Regions from separate parts of the Gossypium hirsutum genome. Here region 1 is linked to region 2. A link is a contact called in public Hi-C data. All regions are on one chromosome and are shown on one strand. Each heading gives the region's core, a stretch centred on a gene start, on an enhancer-like site or on the middle of the called end of the contact. The rest is flanking DNA. Distances are from core to core; before and after follow the strand shown. Region 1 holds the start of LOC107962519 (long chain acyl-CoA synthetase 9, chloroplastic). Region 2 holds the start of LOC107962512.

What was found. Hi-C and Micro-C count contacts between places; a contact is called where the count stands out from the background.
Region 1: a Hi-C map of leaf shows a contact between it and region 2, with 6 times the contacts expected there. The contact joins the promoter of LOC107962519 here to the promoter of LOC107962512 in region 2. A contact is called at or near these places in 5 of 34 Hi-C or Micro-C datasets (callus, hypocotyl and leaf).

Annotation. Positions count from the first base shown.
Region 1 is chrA06:7,476,360-7,484,117 of Gossypium_hirsutum_v2.1, reverse strand. LOC107962519 (long chain acyl-CoA synthetase 9, chloroplastic) reads right to left here and starts at 1,719. Exons shown (of 12, transcript XM_041115006.1): 1 at 1,024-1,719; 2 at 1-271. The coding sequence starts at 223.
Region 2 is chrA06:7,305,821-7,312,731 of Gossypium_hirsutum_v2.1, reverse strand. It overlaps LOC107962512, which reads left to right and starts at 4,554. Exons shown (of 3, transcript XR_001701654.2): 1 at 4,554-4,937; 2 at 5,089-5,206; 3 at 6,288-6,527. It also overlaps the pseudogene LOC107963239.

The DNA.
Region 1 (7,758 bases), core at 470-2,969, 170 kb before region 2:
GTTTATCTGCGTGTTGCTTACATGCCTGCTCAAAAAGTTCTGCAAGAGTAGATATACCTTCCCATGATGTTTCAACAGGGGAAGGGAATCGACTGTTTCGGATTGTATACCCCGGTTCCCCACCAACATCGACTGGCACCCCTCGCTTCTTTACCTTCTTTGAACTCCGAAGGAGAAGGGTAAAAACAATAGGAACAAGCGCACCAACGATATAACCAGTCATATTTATAGGATTTTGTCCCCCCAGAAGAATGTATCTCTTTCAGTTCTCCTGAAAAGAGAATCACATCCAATCACTATCACTAACCAAAAATGTTTTTTTTTTTTTCTCATAAGCAAACTTTGGCCAGCTGCCAGCCAAACCATGCATATGACAAAGTGCACATGCAGCTGCATAGGTAGATACAGAGACATCACTTTCTTCTAACAAGATGAATTCGACAAAGAAACCGGTTAACAGGTAACCCAGGCATTGACACAGAACAAAATCCATGTTCCTATTAATCATTATTAACTTCATAGATCAGCATTTTTTAACTAATTAAACAGAATCCTAATTTTGATATATCCACAACCATTATATACAAGAATTATACTTCAAAGGAAGTTTCCTGGGTGCTTTTAGATGTTACCACAGAGTCTTTAAAATCATTTTTTTTCCTGATTTTAAGAAACCAATCATCAAAGAAAGAGAAAAATGAGGGGTAAACAAGTGTTACCATAAATTCCACCCTCAAAACATCAAAATTCAAATGGTGTGTGACCAAGTCAAAAGAAAATTTTCAATTAAATGAATTTCCCTCAAAAGGAAGTTCCTTGGGTTAAGGAACCCAACCACAAAAAAAAAACACAAAAAGGGTAAAAAAATACAATAAAAAAATCCACCCTGAAAATATCAAGTCAAGAGCAAATCTACAATGAAATAAAGGAAAGGTAAAACTTTGAAGCAGTCATATTTAGATCAAAACAAAGGGTAATATCAAAAATAACCAAAAGGTGAAACAAGCAAAAACCCAAAAATACCTTCAAATCTCCAAGCTGAAATATGTATGGAAGCAAAGGGATGCAGTTCAAGCAATCAGCATTACCCCAAAAGCAGTAGAAAAATGGGGAGGGGGTATTGAAGTAAAACAGAAGGTGGAGGGCGTGATTTGTTTAGAGTAAAGAGATCAAATATAGAACGTTGGAGGGACAGGGTAGCTGATTAACGGCGGAAAGATCGAGACTGAATCAAGTTGGTGTTGCAGAAGTAGTTTATGACTCTGAAAAAGGGTATACTTCCTTGGCGTTTATATTAAGTTTCTTTTTTATTTTTTTATTCGTGGGTTAATTCCATAACATGTCCCTAGGTCAGATTTTATATCGATTATCAAATTATAAAAATATTATGGAAATTTCAAAGTATGAATATATATTATTAATTAGATATTTTGGTTATATAATTGTTGTTTAACATTGAAGATAAGGATTAGACTGACAGAAGTAGTTAATTGATATTTGGAGTTGAAATGAAAGACGTACTGTAGAATTAACCTGGTTGTGTGGGGTTTGTGGCGTAAAAGGGCAGAATAGATTCGGTCAGGGGAAATGACAGAGAGAGGACCAAACAGATGGCAAATGGAGGTTCAGATGTTTCAAGTTGAAGTGTTAAAGTGAAAGTGTGGTGGATGTGGTGATAGTTGCAGTGGAGTTAGATAGAGTTGTGTGGCCCAGCAGCCATCTGCAATCGAAGAACCCTCCTCTCTTCCTTTTCTTTCAATTTTCCGCATACTGAGTTTAGTATCTAAAATCCCGAAATGTACTTGAAAGGGGAAACAGAAAAGGGGGTAAGCTATACGAGTTTAGTGTAAGATCAAACTAACTAGCTATCGAAATAGAAATAGATACAGTAAACCTGAAAATAGTTCAGCAGCGGAACATACTTACAGAGCGACTATAACAAAATAGACCATATGTAACTTTATAGTCATATGTCTCTGTTAGACACAATATCAGAAATTCTTAGAAGTTACAAACTGGTCTAAGCCCTTTTTCCAGAATCAGAATCGGTTGGGCTTTAGCCCATCACACAAGGTTTCTTTAAATATGAGTGCCTTTCAGTCAAATAGTAAAATCAAACTTTTCAGTCAATCAGACAGTCAAATAATTCAATTAGACAGTCAAATAGATATTGCAGTCACAGCATCACACAGACGCATATGAGTGCAAATGAATTATAAAATAACCCACCCATTCAACCAACACACCATCTTCGTCCAACCCGACACATCCTATGGGGATTTAATCAATCTACCCATCCCTGCACTCCGAGTAGAACCTCGAAAAGCCTATACAACCTTATACTCCACAGAACATCATCCCGAGTTTCCCGACAACGATGATCATCAATATTGTCCTCGACCCAGGGAATTGGGACTGCCCACGACCCTCTGAGTATTAGGGCTATTAGTAAGCTGTACGGTGTCATGCGGAAGACCGCGATACAGACATGCAGTATAACTGCCAGATCAGATGTGCTACGCAGCAAGGCTAGCGTATAAGCTGTACTGTGTAATGCAGTGAACTACGATACAGACGTGCAATAAAACTGCCAGATCAGATAATGGTACGTAGCGTAGCTAACGTACATGCGGTACAGTGTAAGGCGGTAAACCGCTATACCGTTATCAGTAATGTCCACGACTCTCAGGGTATTAGGACCGTCCATGACCCTCTGGGTATTATTAAGGGGCTTTCAGAATGCAGACAAACTGCCAAATCTTAAATCTCCCTTCTCTTCAACATCCCACCCAAAAAGATTTATGCATATGTATGTATGTATGCAGTCAAATGTACACAATTCAGAATATAAATTCAGACAGTCAATCAAAAGCAGACACACACATCCGGTCAATCAGTTACTGAATCAAACATGTGTACCTTCGTATCTCGAATCCAGTATCAACTTATCTTACAACCAATCACAAATGCACACATATCAAGCCTAAATCAAAGTCATAATTACCCCTAATAAGGCTTAGTCGGGGGTTGGAACACACCGAGTCGCATTTGTACTTGCATTTGACCTAAAACCTAAAGTTTGGCGAGATAGGGCCACATGCCCGTGTGCTCTGGTCGTGCAGAGCACTCCAGGCCGTATGGGGGTCCAAACGCTCGTGTGAAGGGTAGCACACGGCAGTGTGACAGAAGCACACGTCCATGTGGTGTAGAGGCACGGTCGTGTGATCAGACCGTGTAAGACACTGTCCTATTTCACTAAGTTCAAGTGCAGAGTAGACACAACCGTATGAGGGTCTTACACGCTCGTGTGGCCACCAGACAGGATCATGTGTTCCACAACACACGCCCGTGTGGAATCCCTAATTCCCAAATTAGTCACACGACCGTGGAGCCAGGCCGTGTGACCCTAAATCTCAATCCCTAATTCCTAAACTCACACGCCCGTGTGGACCAAGGGACACGGCTGTGTGATTTCTGACAAAAATCCCCAAAACAGCCACACGGCTATGTGGCACCAAATTTGGCTGAAACCCTAATTTACCAAATCAACATGGTCGTGCGTCACGGCGCATGCCCATGTGGCCGTCGAGAAAGCCATGAAATCACCCCAGAATAGCCCCGAAAACACCACTTTGGCCACCAAACCGTCCCCCAACTTTGGTACTATCGAAACCACATCAGAAAATAGAGTATTGCACTTCCTTTCAGCCTTCAAAGTTCTGAAACTAGAGAATCAAAGTATTCTAACGAAAAGCCGAAACAACACTTGTAAAACAAAAGATAAGTAGATTAGTCAGAGTTGAGTCCCACATTTGTTTCGATGGCGAAGAAGACGACAGAGGAGCAGAAAATCAAGGTCCTTCAACCCCACAACACCACCGATTCCGAAAAGCAAAAAGAAGAACACAAGAATAAAAACCAAGAAGAAACAGAACATAAAATAACTTGCCAAGTAAAAGCAAATAAAAATAAAAATAATTAATAATAACACTAAAGACAAATAAATAAAATAATTATTTTAACTGAAATCAGAATTAACTAAAATGTTTCCTAAAATGCCCACACAGGGACTCAAACTCAGAACCTTGAGACAAACCAACACACTCACAACCACTAGACTAGTAGGCCCATTCTGCCACTAAACTGCACAACTTAACTTATGTGTGCAACCTTCCCACTATCCCTACACTCAAAACCCAAAACTTCTAGGCCCAAAATTTAGGGCGTTACAACTTACTCCTCCTTAAAGGAATTTCGTCCCCGAAATTTCCAACTAACAGAACAGTAGTATAACATGAATCACACCACTAAGCTCCCGCTGCGCACTCTGATCCCAAAACACTACCATACCAAATTTGAACTTGAAACCTCTCAAACATACCCAGAACACCTAACCACTGAAGCAGATACACATACAATACACATAATTTCTATACCCAAATCAACACATCTAAACATTTCTAACATACCTGGCTCAAAATCGCCGAGGACAATCTTGAACCCGATGATCCTTAGATCCGCACCTGAGACACGCTCCTTACTTTCTCTAACAGTCGCCCGCATGGCGCCTCTTGTAATACTCGCTAGATGGTACGCTCACACCACCACCAGCACCACCAGTACCATCACTCAGACGCGTCTTAACACACTTCGTAAAACGAGGCTCCAACCTCGGAGAGCTGCGATCTCTTTTTTCCACAATCTACGCATCTAGCTTGGAGTGTCTCACTAGAATCCCTCATTCTAGCCTCAATCACTCCCTCTAGCACTTCCCTCACTAATCGAGTCAGTGCCTCAGTACCAAACTCTGGGTTATCACCACCCAAAGTCGGCGAACTCACACTGTCCTCCAACTCCTGAACAGTCACCCATTTTGGAGGAGCAGACGACTCATCGCGATCACGCTCGCCTTCGGAAGCCATATCTAGCGTAGGGCTAACTTAGAAGGCCTACAATATCGGAACACAGAAACAGTTGTAATAACAGAGTCTATATTTCTAATTGTACAGTTTCAAATTTTACCTGGACCAGCATCGGAGTCTCAGACAGGTCATTTTCATAAATATTTCCAAAACACAATCATTTCAGCTTGCTGTGGTAAAGTTTTTCAAATTTTCTTTTTAAAACTAACACGTACGCACACGAAAATGTGAGAGCACAGGCCAAGTTTTTGCAAACCTGGCTCTGATACCACTAAATGTAACACCTAAATCCGGCCTAGAAGTCTAGATCGAATTCGAAATGCTACATTGACCACCAAAGTGATCGTGAGAAAATCTTACAGAACTAGTCATTCTTAATTTGATTTCTAAAATAATTAATATCGAGTATTAAAAAAACCAGAATAATAAAATGATTAAACCGTAAAACAGAATTATACCACAGTGTTAAAAACCTTATATTTAAAATTGAATAACCAATAAAAGTCTAAAACCACAAACTAATAACTTATTAGCCTCAAAACTATCTGAGTCTTCCGCATACCGAGTCCAGCATCCAAAATCCCCGTGTGACCATCGAAGAAGTCATGAAACCACCCTAGAATAGCCCCGAAAACACCACTTTGGCCACCAAACCTCCCCCAACTTTGGTACTATCGAAACCACATCAGAAAACGGAGTATTGCACTTTCTTTCAGCCTTTAAAGTTCTGAAACTAGAGAATCAAAGCATTCTCACGAAAAGCCGAAACAACACTTGTAAAATAAAAGATAAGTAGATTAGTCAGAATTGAGTCCCACACCTGTTTCGATGGCGAAGAAGACGACGGAGGAGCAGAAAATTAAGGTCCTTCAACCCCACAACACCACTGATTTCGAAAAGCAAAAAGAAGAACTCAAAAACAAAAACCAAGAAGAAACAGAATAGAAAATAACTTGCCAAGTAAAAGCAAATAAAAATAAAAATAAAAATAATTAATAATAACACTAAAGACAAATAAATAAATAAAATTATTTTAACTAAAATTAGAAACAACTAAAATGTTTTCTAAAACTCCCACACAGGGATTCGAACTCAGAACCCTGAGACAAACCAACACACTCACAACCACTAGACCAGCAGGCCCATTCTACCACTAAACTGCACAACTTAACTTATGTGTGCAACCTTCTCACTATCCCTACACTCAAAACCCAGAACTTCTAGGCCCAAAATTCGGGGCGTTACATAAGCATGTTATATACTAAAAGCTAAAGATTCTAATAAATATATACATAAAGGATGTGGAGTGGAGATGAGGAGGATATATATATATATAGTGGATGGATTTGAAAAGTTCCGAAATGGTTGTAAGTGATAGAATGGTTAATACATCTGAGTATATTTAAATGAATTAATAAAATAATAAGTGAATAATTATTAATCGATGTGATATTGAAATCTTTGATAAAATTTTATGAAGAATTAAATTGATTGGTACAATTTAGAAATAAAAATGAAATATACATAAAGTGGATGAACTACTTTTGAAAGTGCAAGTCCTCCAATGGTCTTATTTGTAAAACTTTAATATTTGTGTTAATTTTATAAACTTTGTTATCTTTGATTGAATATCATGTTTTTATGATGACTTGAAATTAGAAATAGATGTAAGTGGATGATATGTAAAATGAAATGACAGTCATGACATCTGAATATGGTTTAGGTAATGATATAAAAATAAATAAATAAAAATAAAGGATGGAACTTGTAGGAAAATGGAAACGACGTCACGATGACAAGTTTACCATGTCACGACATGGAAACCCCAGCGTCGTGACGACAATCCAAAAATTTTATAAGCTTTACAATTTGGTCTTTGATCAATTGTGGATGTTTTAATGAGCTTCTTTAACTCATAATTAGTTCTGCCGTAAATTCAATTATTATTAAAATAGGTTGATGATCCATATTAATTAAATAATTTGATAAATTGATATAAAATTTTTAATCGTTGCTTCGACAATAAATGTGACATCCCGATGCCTTGACTTGGTGATCGGGTCGGGCATCAGGGTGCTATAGAAACCATATTTATCTGGTGGGCAATTGATACTAGTCCCTCCACATATGCACTAATGAGGGCACCAACACTATTGACAAGGGCATCCACCTCTTGTACCCCAACTTGAGCCCGAGCCAGAGCTTGAAACCAAGCAGTCTTATACATAGTCTGGGGGTAGTTCTCATCATTCGAATTTGAGGGTAGATAATTATTTTTCGGGCTCATCAAGCTATGCATATTAGTTAAAGATTCCTGGTTCAGTTCTGTTCATTCGGATCCGAGATCATCAATGATGTTTATATCTTTAGCCCATTACCACCCCAGTACTTTACCTCTCTCAGGCCAATCTTTGGGATATATAAATTTTTGAGTATGTTTAGCACACCCAAGGTTCGTCGATGTATGCTGTGAATGACGTTCTGGGTGAGGATAACAATGACTGTCACGAGAACCCTCAACGCCAATGCCGGGCACCATAACGGTTTATCTTACGGATAATACCATCGAACCATCAATTTTAGTACATTAAACATTATCTTTATTACATTTAGTTTGTAATTGTAATTTAAAATTTCAAGTTTGTATTAATTAAATTATAATAAATTACTTTTGTGTCCATATCATTAGTGAAGTATTATATATATTTGTATGTGTATTTGAAATATTTCACATATAAATTTTTTTGAAATATCATACCCACAATGTAGATGAAAAATAATTATTTTTGAAATATTTTACATATAAAAATAATAATTATATTTGAAATAATTATTT
Region 2 (6,911 bases), core at 3,305-5,804:
TTTCAACAAAATGAAAAAGGCACACAAATAATTTATTACCTTGACATTTGAATGTCTCAGCCAGATTTCTACAGTCAAATGCCTAGCATCCAGATCTTTCCATCCCCCGATGTAGCAGAATTAAGGTATCAATAAAGGCACAACAGAAGGTAACTGGCATATTTATAAAGAATAAGTAAAAAAGATATGACAATAAACGTAATTAGCAAAAAATTATCTAAACTGGATGAGAATACGATGAAGAAGGTCAAATCCAAAACTATCCTGATTTAATGATGTAAAAGCAATATGGATTTTGATATCCCCAATTCTAAACTAGTTCAAAGCACTAAAATGAAAAGTCATCGAGAATCAAACCTACAAAAAATCCCTCCTAATAATCACGTTTTCTACACAGGAAAACCACAAAGGCACATGCTTACATCAGCTAGATAGAATGCAGCTGACAAAACATTTCCACCTGTGACTTTCTACCTTCCTCTGAGTCATTACTGGCTAACCTGCAAACTCTCCTTTCCGTCTAAATACTGGAAGCAACTTTGCTCAAGGATGCTTATTTCACAGAAGTTCAACCTTTAGCATCTGACTTTCAGATTCAAAAGCCAAATACCTATATGATGCTAAGATATGTGCATTTATAGAGTTCACCTAAGTAAGGGATAACATAAGCTGGAGCTTGTCATGTGTCATGTAAGGCTTCAACGGTTGGCCAATTGAAAGGAAGAAGTTTCATCAATCAACTAGAGGAAATAAAGATGCCATTATCTGCTGAGCCAGATCAACTGGCAATTTAAGAAAGAAATGAAAATACTTTGCATGATTCTCCAAGGTCAATGATTAGGCAGGACATGATTGGTTCTGATTACATAATCAGAAGACACCCACCAGAGATCCGCAAAGTAAATAGCTCTATTTAGGAAAAAGATCGTTATTGATGAATAAATCCATGCCCTTCTGAAATATTCATGACCCCCATATCCTTGGCTATCCTTTGATGTTAGAACTTACTTCCCTGGACATTGACTTTCAGTCAAGTCTCTGGAAAGACACAGGATAAATATTATTGTTTAATGCCTTTAAACCCAGTAATTTAGCTATTTAATTTCAGTGCACCTTCTGAATGTTCTACAGTAAAGATACTAAACATGAGGACTAAAAAATCACCTTAGATGGCCTGTCCCATGTGATTCAGCCAATTTATTTAGTGGGTTAATAATGGAATTGAAGCTCGGAATACACAGAAACTAATTCAAATGGAACATGGACAATGTAACACTAAACTAGAAACCATATGGCAAACTAGAAGATACCTCAATACGAACAATCACTTTGGAATAATTAAATTAAGAAACAACCAACTCGTCATTTATAACATATAAAAGAGCAAAACAAACATGTAAAGCATCTTCAAATAAACAAGTGGCTTTATCCAGTTGGGCAGGATCATCATTCCCATCAGTCATCGGCCTAAAAAAGTGAATTTTCTCCAGTGCAGCAAAGAATTGCCCAAAGAGTTCATCCTTAGAGACTCCTGCAAGTTACATTGGTATCAAATTCAATTATTCTGTATAAACTAAAGCACTGAAAAAGATGACACAAATGTAAAACCATTTCAACTCCAAAACTAAAAAATAAAAAATGTGAAATTATCAAGACAAATAGCATGGTCATACCAGAAGACTGAGTTTCTCTAGTCCAGTTATCCCCCTGATTCAGCAAAACCAACAAACAAATCGCATTAGAAAGAAATCAGAAAAAAAATATTGTCCAAGTACTCAGAAAGGAACACAAGTACTGCAAAAGATGCATACCACAATAATATAATGCCTCTAAAATGTCATGTGAATTTTAATAGCTTGTAGACGCATATTGTAATAATTCAATGCTATCATAAGAGTATAAGAACTTTAATTATGTTCTTAGACAATGCAGAATAAAAGTATGCGTCAATATTCATATGAAGCAATTGATTTGAACATTTTCTCCCTTCATTGTTCTTCAGTTGCTCATTGAATAAAATGCTAATCACAAAGATGAGAGACCAATTGGAGAATTAGAACAGAAAAATTAGTGCAAATCTAATTCAGAAAGCAAATTGGTCAGCCTCTATAATTCCTAGAGGTTTAACATTACATAGTCAGAGAATGAATTCAAAACTGAGTAGTTACTTACTTCTGCAAGACAAAAACTCTAAATGCAATTTGTTATCACAGCAGTTGACACAGCAAGATAGTAACAAACCATTAATAATAGTCCCTTCATGAAATGACTATATCCATGCTACAGTACACAGTCCCTTCCACCCAACCAGATCCCCCTTTAACTTTATCAAACATCAAGTCACATAGAACAGTTTGCATCCAGAATTGGACATGAGATTGTATCCCACTATTTCCAATAAAAATGTTACTGAAAGTTAGTTACCTCGACAACAACATGCATTTAATCAGAAAGAAAGGTATCCATTTCCAGAGAAAATTTTTCCACACTAAACTTCACCTAATTTAAAACCTAAAGCCCAAAATGCTTTAATAAATTTCCAAAACAAGAAGACAGACAAAATACCAGTTTTGCTGCCTCCACAGAATTAGCACTTCTTACATCACAGGCAGAGGAGGAACAGGGGTCACTATCAGAAGTTCCCCTGTGACTGAGATCCAATTTAATCTTCTTATCCTCACTTGCTTCCAATGAACTGAATATGTCAACTAAACTATCAGATTTCACATCATTTATAGAAGCTGAGTCAAGTTTAAACACCTCCAGCAAACATTCCCTGGCAACTTCAAGGCCTTCAAAATCAACCCCTGGGGCAGGTTCAACTATTTAACAGAAAACACACCCATTAGTAGAAATGTTTTAACAGGTTGAGTAAACACAGTAAATCAAGTAGAAAATAATCAAATACGATTAAACCACAACAAGGAGATATAATAGTGACACACAATCTAAACAAAATAAGATCCAGAAACAAATTCATATGCTTGAGGCAAACCTCAAATCAACCCACTTCACAACCCTAAGCCCTCCATCGCCCTAACCCCGCAAACAATAAATAAAGAGAGGTGGAAGAAAAGGAGAAACTTTATATAATCTCAGTGCCAGCAACCATCATTATCTGATGACATCTATGATCTCAAAAGTCTTGTAACTTAACAGACATGATACCAATCACGCATTTCAAAAGTACCCTTCCACAATTACTCTCAAAGAATTTGCACACGAATACCAATCCACTTGTTTCCTTACAACCTATTGAGGTTGCATCCTAAGACAATTTGACTAGTTAACAAATAGCACCATCAGCTCATGGTTACAGAAACTCCAGTGGCTGCTCCAAGGATAAAACTTCAAATGTTATAACTTTTTTTCCAGATAATTTAAAGATCAATGACCAACCAAATCCTATATCACCGATGCCACACCATTGACACACTATCATATTCACATTCATCACACAACCTACTTCTCAACAATCACTGCCTAATTTTGCTTTCTCAGAAGCCAAAATCAATCGAAACATAGCAAAATAAAGAAACAAAAAAGGAATTAGTGAGAAACGCTAAGCTAAGCTAATTGAATGACAAAATATGAGAAAAGTACAGGATAAAAAAATGAGAGATGAGAGAAAGAGTACCGGAGTTGAGGAAATCTAAGAAGGAACGAACGATGCGACGAGAGAGTGGAGAATCAGTCTTCAAATTACCCATCCAAAATTTGCAAACAAAATATTTGGGGACTTCAATTCACTTCAGTTCTAATTTAGCAACAAAAGAAGAAGAAGAAGAAGAAGAAGAAAAGCAAGCTAAACAGTTCAATTATACTGTGTTTGGATGCTGGGTTAACACTATTCTATTCTTTACTTTGCTTACAAGAACCAAGTTGGGCACCCACGAATTTTCTTCCCCTGTTGTTTATCGTTTGGAAGTGGAGTAAGCACATCTATCTTTCTATTCGGAATTTGTTCTACTCGTCTATACAGTAGGCCCTGTTTGATAAATTGATTTTTTTCACTATAAAATTTATTCTTTTTATAAAAAAATAATAAATAGATAAGAACATACAATAAAATTAAATTTTTTTATTATTTTATTTTATTTCATCTAATTTTAAATAATACTCTAGAAAGATTTATAATTTAAATTCAATATTTAATTTTTTTTATACACTTATTAAATGAATTAACACATATCATCATGACCAAAGAGTTTACCAATGACCATACATTAGATGGCTAAAACATTATTTATAAATCATATCATATCATAAATATATATAATATATTCATTAAATTGCTCTACATTTAATTTTCGTACCATATTTTAATAAAAAAAGCTTAATTTAATATATAATTTAACAGCTATTATCAAATTAATATTTAAATTCTAAAATTCAAAAATTATATAGATTTAAAATAATCAAATTAAAATATAAACAATAAGGATTAACATAGAATTTAAGCTTAAAAAATAATAACTTGGAAAAGAAAATTTTGATGTGAGTTCCTACGAATGGAGATATTTATAGCTCAGGCCCAAGACCAAGCCCAGCCCCGTTTTTGCGAAACTTGTCCTTGCTTCTTTTTCATGGAAAAGTTAAAATCTCTGGAAGTTGGAAAACCTCAAAACCCAAAAGGGAAATGGAGTTTGCCAACAAATTGGTGGGGCTAGCAAGCAGAGCAGCCAACAACAACGTGGTGATCGATGTGTGCTTGGTCACATCATTTGCGGTATTAGGCATTCGATCTCTGAACCAGCAAAATGTTATTGAATCCTTGGAAGCCCAGAAAGATTCCTTGACCAAATCTAACAAAGCCCTCAAAAAGGTTATGTGGGATTGGAAGCAGCAGCTCTTCGCCGAAGCGTCCTCCCCTTCTCCTCTTGTCCCTCTCGATTCCCTCAAAGCTATCTACGGTGAATCCCCAACTCCTCCAACCGGTAACTTCCTTTCCTCTACGGTTTATTAGGGTTTATTTGGGTCAGTGTTTCAATTGAAAAATATCTCATGGATCTGCACTAATCATTAATATGAAGCACTTTAAATCGCATTTTGTTGACCTTTTTTGTGTTTTTTTTCTTTTTTTGCCAGGAGATTCTGCAAAAGGTGTAAAATCACCACCAGCGAAGTTCGTTGTTTGAACTCTGAATTGGATTTTAGTAATCTTTGCGAGGAAGCTAGAACTTTTGGGTATTTGCATAGTTGAGAGGTGAATATCTTCTTCTTTGAGATCAAATTTCTGATAATAAATAGTTCTGTGATCAACTGCAGTAATTTTGTAGAATCAAATCAACCAATCAACAGATTTAGAGAAGAGTGGAATTTTCCTGCCTTAGCCTCTTAAAAATCGAAGCAATAAATGTTGTAGTATTCATATATACTGAAAGCTCGAAAGAATTGTCTTTGTCGTAAAGAAATAAAGAGTCGAAGAGCTTGTGTTCTTGGTAAAGAAAACAAATGAAGACTAAAGCATCTGTAAAAATTCCCATGGGGAAGATAAACTCTAGCAGGAAAAGACTTCATGTCTTGTAAAGCAAAAGCAAGGAAGTAAAAAGAGAACATGGGTTTAAAAGAGTAAAAGTAATAAACTAGGAGACCTAAGAGAGTTAGCAAGGTAAGGAGAACAAGAACAAGAATCAGAGGTCTTTTGGGTTGGGGGTATAACATGAAGTAAAGTAAGCAAATCACACCCTTGTTAGCCACATGAGTGAGTGCCCAAATCATTGCATGCTTAGAATGTGAGCTCTCATCCACTGCAGGCACTCTCTTCCTTAACACCAACCCATTATCAACCCCGTTGCCATACATGTTAGGCCCTTCCATCTGAGTTAAAACTTGTCTCAAACCCACCACAACTGCTCCCACCAACGTTGTTATACTTGCTGTTCCCTCCTCCCCACCTCCGAGATTTTGATTTCCAACCTTCATTTCCACTTAATTGCCTCAAAAATGACCCTAAATTTGGTTGCCAAAAACACTTAATACACTAACTAGAAACCAAGGGAAAGAGAAAGAGGATAGAAGAGAGAAAAAAAAAGAAATGGAGGGTTATGTTGAGGGCCTTGGCGGGGGTGCTTCTGGGAAGTCGTGGGCTTTACTATTAAGAGATGACTGATACTGTAGTAACAGGCCAACGGGGGCCTAAAATGAACTGAATACTCAAAAAAAAAAAGGGGGGATAGAGAGAGACAAAAAGAATGATGGATGGGAGGAGGGAGGGGTTAAAGTGGGGGGTGTTGGGAGGCAACTGTGATGATGCAAAACCATGATAATTTTTATCTTTGTTGCAGATGAAAGTCACGGGAATCGCTGGCTATTTCGTGGCCTTTTGTTCTAAAAAAATAATTTGCTAATGCCAGGTTCATGATGCTGAAAAACAGATTTCTTTAGTTATATTATATGTTTATTTATATGGTCTAATTCGTAATTATGCCGTCAGTCCATGTATTCTTTGAAATTTAGGCCTTATTTGATTTAAGGTTAAAATCTGTCACTCTTCATAAATTTAAAATTTAGTCCATTTACTTTTATTTTTAAGAATTTAGTCCTACTTTTAGATTTCAAGGTTCAATTTCAATTGTCATTATTGTTAGAATTATTTTGTTAAATTCAAATTCATCACAATATTTTTTTTGGTTACATGTTTACCAAGTAAATATTTTTTTTAAAAATGTCACATTAACAAATTTAACAAAAAATTTTAAACACTCAATTTGAATTTTGAAATCTGAAAAGTACAGTGGTTAAATTTTTGTGAAGAGTAAGAGACTTATAACATATTTTAACCTTGATTTAATATTATTTTTAACTAATTTTTATTAAATTTGAAATGTAATATATATTTCTAATTTTTAAATCAGATCTTTAAATTTAAAATTGTTGTATATTCAAATTTAATGAGAATCCATAGAAAG